Regions from separate parts of the Mus musculus genome. Here region 2 is linked to region 1. A link is a contact called in public Micro-C data. All regions are on one chromosome and are shown on one strand. The core of a region is the stretch at or near the end of the contact, and the rest is flanking DNA. Distances in the headings are between cores, read along the strand shown.

The links. Hi-C and Micro-C count contacts between places; a contact is called where the count stands out from the background.
Region 2: a contact with region 1 is called in a Micro-C map of embryonic stem cells, with 8 times the contacts expected there. The contact joins the promoter of Neurog2 here to the promoter of Alx3 in region 1. A contact is called at or near these places in 2 of 39 promoter capture datasets (cranial neural crest and second pharyngeal arch cranial neural crest) and 1 of 484 Hi-C or Micro-C datasets (embryonic stem cells).

The regions. Positions count from the first base shown.
Region 1 is chr3:107,593,755-107,596,454 of GRCm38.p6, reverse strand. Alx3 (aristaless-like homeobox 3) reads right to left here and starts at 1,424. Exons shown (of 4, transcript NM_007441.3): 1 at 1,003-1,424. The coding sequence starts at 1,279.
Region 2 is chr3:127,631,863-127,634,562 of GRCm38.p6, reverse strand. It overlaps Neurog2 (neurogenin 2), which reads right to left and starts at 1,427. Exons shown (of 2, transcript NM_009718.3): 1 at 1,106-1,427; 2 at 1-835. The coding sequence starts at 834. The coding sequence ends at 43.

The sequences.
Region 1 (2,700 bases), core at 175-2,674:
GCGAGGAGCAGGCGATTGCCGCATTGGCGGATCTCCCGGGATCTAGTTTTGGGTCTAGGCTACGAAATGTGGCTGCATACGAGGGGTGGGCGTGGGTGCTGAGCCACTCGTGGGTCAGCGAGTACAGTGGGCGGCAAAAGAGTCTTGGCAGGCCCTGCCACTCAGGCGCATTCTCAGATAATGGTACGGTCCGACCCGCCTTAGCACACAGGGCACGGTCCCCGGAGTGGGATGCGCCCTGGGATTTAGGATAGTTCGGGACCGCTTCCGACGGCTCAGCGGTGATGATTCGGTGCCGAGATGCCAACTGCAAGAAGGGTAGCCATCCCCGTGGCGACGGGGAGGCCAAGTTAATCTGAGAAACAAGAACATAGTTATTTGATCTTGAAGACAGTCCCAGTTCTGAGGGGGAGCAGCCACCGCCACTCTGCGGAGCGACTTAACGGCATCAGAAAACCTTTTCCTGCAGAGGCTGGGCCCGAGGATGAGAGCTGGGTAAGTCCAGGACACAGCCTTTCCCTCGCTGAGTCCAGTTTGGCCACTAAGTCGAGGCCCAGCCTCTACGCCCTCAGCGGGCGCCATGCACAAAAGCAGAACTCTTCTCTCCCAGCTTTGGGGCCCAGTTAGGCTCCGGGGCCCTCCACCCAGTCCCCTCTTCTGGGTCGGTGGCAGAGAGGCTCGGCTCCGGATGAGCGCGATCTCTCCTCCCAGGTTCAATCACCTTGGGGGTCGGAATGGGCCCAAGATCGTCCCTACTCCACCCTCCTTTGACCTCCCGCCTCCCATTGCCTCTGCCGGCCGGGGACACAGGCGATTCTGCGGTCCCCAATGCCCTGGCCTTGTCCGGCCAGGCCAGCAGCGATCTAGCGAGGGAATCGTGGAAAATGCGAGACGTACCCAAAGTTAAGAAGCAAGAAAGCGGGAGAGTCGGGGAGACCAGGAAGGGCTGGGGATAAGAACGACATGGGGTTCCACCACCACCCCCGACCCCCGGCGTGTTACCTTCCGCGGAGCCCTCGTAGAAGTGGCCGCCGTTGAGCACCGGGCCTGGCCCGAGGTCCTGCAGGTACTTGGCGGGCGGCTTGGCGGGCTCTGGGAGGTAGGGTTCCAGGGGCCCACAGGCCGGGAAGCGGCTCAGGCGCGGACCGCGGGGTGGCGCGGGGTGCAGGTGAGGCGCAGCATCGGGAGTCCCCTGGGGACCCGGAGCCTCGTCCCCCGCGGCCGCGTAAGGACCGGCCGCCGGCCCCACGGAGAAAGGCGCGCAGCGCTCGGGGTCCATGCCGGCTCGGGCTCACAGGCCGCCGGAGCTCCGGGGCTCCCGCTAACCCGCGCGGCCTGTGAGCCAAGGGGGAGGGACCTGGGCTCGGGGGCGCGGAGCCCCCGGGAGCGGCGCGCGCCGCGGGGGGTGGGGGGCAGGAGAGGGGGCCGCGCCTCTGACTTAATGCTGGAACCATCCACGTCACGTGCGGCCCCGTGCGGGTTAACCCCTCGGAGCCCAGGAACACCCCCACCCCACCCCATTCACCCCGAGTCTGGTATCACAAGCAGTTGGAAGAGAAGAGAGGGAAGCTGCTTCCTTTCGAGGGCAGGATCCCTTTTGTCTAGCAGTCGGGTGAGTCCTTGGCTCTGAGCTGCACCCTCAAGTCCTGATATCCATCTTAGTGGCTCTTGGCCCTGGGGAGGTGAAACGGTGAGGGCAGACATCCTCCCCACCCCCGCACCCTCCCCCATCCCTCCTCCAACATTCTCTTTGAGGCCTGATCTGACATCAGTCTGAGAAGAGAGGCCTCTACTGTGGTAGAGTTTCCCCTTCACCTTGCTCGGTTTATTTTTGCTGGTAGCTGGAAAAAAGCAAGGGCATCTCCCTTAGACACTTGTTTTGCCTGGACATCCTAGAGACTGGATGCTGTGGAAACAGCAGGGGGCTTGGGAGCTTGGGCCTCAATACTGTCATTGATTATCTGTGATTTGAACCTCTCACTTAGCGTTTTCAGCTGACTGTGGTCCATCTACATTTGGTGGTGAGTTCCAAAGCCCAGGCAGGCCAAAACAGACAGAGAGATCTCTAGGTTTCACAGTGGTCTGCCCAGGTAGCTTTTTGGGTCAGCTATGGAAGAGCAGAAGGGTCATTGTCCTTCTGAGCAGCATAAACTGAATGTCACTCAGATCCACTGCAAATTAACTGCTTCAGGCTTGCTATTTTAGACATAGCGAGGGTAGGATTGCATCTCCCAAAGGTGAGTCTCCTCGACCCAAAGGAAGCCTAGGATTAGGGTATAGCTTAGCCTTTCTGAAACTGAATAATCCTTACTGTGCCTAAGATCTGGGAAGAAATACCAGAGGTCCTTTGGACCCGAGCTTAAAGATCCCTTAGGTCCGGGTTAAAACATTTATATTTTTAGGACCCCTGGAGATTAGCGAGAGGGGCAGGGAGTCAAACATCATTTGTATTCTATTTGAATTCTCATTTTTAAAAGGAATCTAAGAGGCCTGGTGTGAACACCTCCCTCTTCCGTTGGAGGCTTAGAGGAGGTTTCTTGGCTGTCCTCAGCCAGAGTTGGGCTGTAAATCAAGGCCAAACAGGAACCAGAAGCCTTGCATCTCACAAGGAGTCATTAAGCCATTATTAAACATACCGTAACTTTTCTGAAGCCTTATTGGCTTAAACACCACATTGGAGGCATTATGGCCATTAGGGCC
Region 2 (2,700 bases), core at 178-2,677, about 20 Mb before region 1:
GAAGAGGGCCGGGTAGAGGACGAGAGAGGGAGACCCGCAGCTCTAGATACAGTCCCTGGCGAGGGGCAGGTGAGGCGCATAACGATGCTTCTCCGGAGGTGGGGGCTGCCAGTAGTCCACGTCTGACCCGGGGCTAGCGGGCGATAAAGTGCAGCTGTATGGGGACGTGGAGTTGGAGGATGACGCCGGGCTGTTGGTGCAGCTCCAGGAGGAAGGTGGAGAAGGGCTGTCCCCGCTGGCGCCGAGCGCAGCTCCCGGGCTCAGGAGCACCGCCTCCGTGAAGAGCGCCCCCTGGAGGCCACCGGCGCCGGCGCAGTGGTCCGCCAGGCGCAGAGTCTCGGTGAGCGCCCAGATGTAATTGTGGGCGAAGCGCAGCGTCTCGATCTTCGTGAGCTTGGCATCCTCGGGGAAGGTGGGCAGCACCTCGCGCAGCGCGTCCAGCGCGGCGTTTAGGTTGTGCATGCGGTTGCGCTCGCGGTTGTTGGCCTTGAGCCTGCGGGTCTTCTTGATGCGCTGCACCGTCTCCGCCGTCTTGGCACCTCGGGAGACGGCCCGTGAGCGCGACGGGCGACGCTTGCACTCGTGCATCAGGCCCAGCAGCCGCCCTGGCCGGCAACCCCCGGCACCCGACGCCGGACTGCCCTGCACCCCCTGCCCGGCTTCCGCTCCACGCTGCCCACGCGCGGAGCCCGGCCGGCGCAGCTCCTCGTCCTCCTCCTCGTCCGCGCTGGAGGACATCGGGGTCAGGGTCGCCGAGGCCGGGGAAGCCGAGCCCAGCAGCATCAGTACCTCCTCTTCCTCCTTCAACTCCAGAGTCTCAGATTTGACGAACATCCTGAGAAAGAAGAGGCAGATGAAATTTATTCCCAGAATGGACAGGGTAAAGTGTCGCTGGCGCCGCGCCCCGCCCCCCCCCCCTCCATCTCCCTCAATGTGCATTCGCGAAGATGGCGAGGACAGAGCTGGGGAGGAGCGCCCCGGGCTCGAGCCACCTTCTGCCGGTCACAGAAGTCACTGCGTCTAGAGCGATGGAGTTAGCGTGGGCGGCGTGAGCCTGCGTGGGGACACTGCCTGCGAAGTGGAGAGCCGCGGCATGCACACTTACCTACGCGGCTCCAGATGTGTCGCGGCGCAGCTGCTGCTCCGGTGTGTGTCCGGGAATGTCCCCGCAGCCCGGAACCGAGCACGGTGTCCTCCGCGCCGCGGGCTTGGCGCTTCCTAGGCGCACCTCCGCGGGGGGGCCTCTCGGCTGGGCGACTTTGCCAAGAGCCCGGACGACCGCGGCAGCTCGCCCGAGTCTCGTGTGTTGTCGTTCTCGTGCGTGGTTGTCTGTCAGTCAGTCCCTGGCCGTGTGGCTGCTGGCACGCGACTCCAAGGCACTCCAGTTAAAGCCGAGCTGCTTGTGGTTCAGTGGCTGCGTGTCTGGCACACGACTCTCCTTAAAACCCCTTATATACCACCAAGAAAACAATCAGATCTGCCCCGGGGCCCCCTCCTCACCTACCCTTCCCCCGCCCTCTCCTCCTCCGCCTGTCCTGGTCCCCCGCTCTCCCTCCCCAGCTTATTCTTTTCATCGTATTATCATCATTCATTTCTTTCCCTTTCTTTAGTCCCTCTCCCCCTCCCCTGGCCTGGCCATCCATCCTCCTCCTCCATCACCCCCGCCCCTCCGTCCCCCCTTTATCTAATCAGCATAAAATGGTTCTAAAGCTCCTGTTGGCGCTCCAGGCTGCAGCCCAAGCTACCGAAGCCGCGGCGGCGGCAGTGGCTCAAGCTGCGGCTGTTGTCGCCGCCGCTGTCTATTGTGATTGGTGGCTCGCGCTCGGCTGGAGCGTGCCGCTAATTTATTAATGAAAGGAGGTCGCGAGGCGCAGCTGGCCAATCAGTGTTCCCGGGACTCCGGGAGGCCTGCGAGCCACGCGCACCGGAGCCCGCTCCCTTTCAGCAGCTCATTAGGGGCCCGAGTGCTGGGGGCCCATGGCGGGGGGGGGGGGGGGCACCCCGACTACTGCTCCCGCCCGAGTCCTCCATACGCGTCCCGCCCGTCTCAGCCGGGGTCTCACGGGCGGGCGACCGGAGCCTTGAATTAGTGAGAGTCAGAATCCCGGAGAAGGCAGCCTGGTGGTGCTGCCGGCCATGTCTCGGCAAAGCCTCTTTGGGGCCGTATCAACTAGAAAACGGGTTTTAAAACACCTTAGTCTAATTAGGAAAAGGAAGGGGTCACGTACGTGTGCCAGACAGGAGGCACGTTGTGAGAGAGTGTGCCTGAGTTCTAGAGAAACGTGTCTATGACTGTTTGGGAAACATTAGGAGTTCACAGAGACGTCCCCTAGAAGGGGAAATTGGTCGGAGAGCAATTGATGAGCATTAAAAAAAAATAAAATAAAATAAAATAAAATAAACGCACTCACTTGACACACCCATTTTCCCTGAGACACAGTGAGGCTTCACGCCTTGACGTAATTTGGGGGGCTTCTGGTGCGGAAGGGGATGGGTACCAACAACAGGTTAGAGCCAGATGATACTATAAGGTGGCTTCCTGTGTGGGTGGCAAAGGCAGGCGTGCTACTGCTCCTAGGAGCGAGTGGATCACTCTGACACTTGTATGACCTCTGCTCCGCTCTGGGGGGCGTTGTTGAGACATAGGGCCTGTCCTCCCAATTCTGCCTTTTCAATGGGGAGAAAAAAAATAGAAAGGAG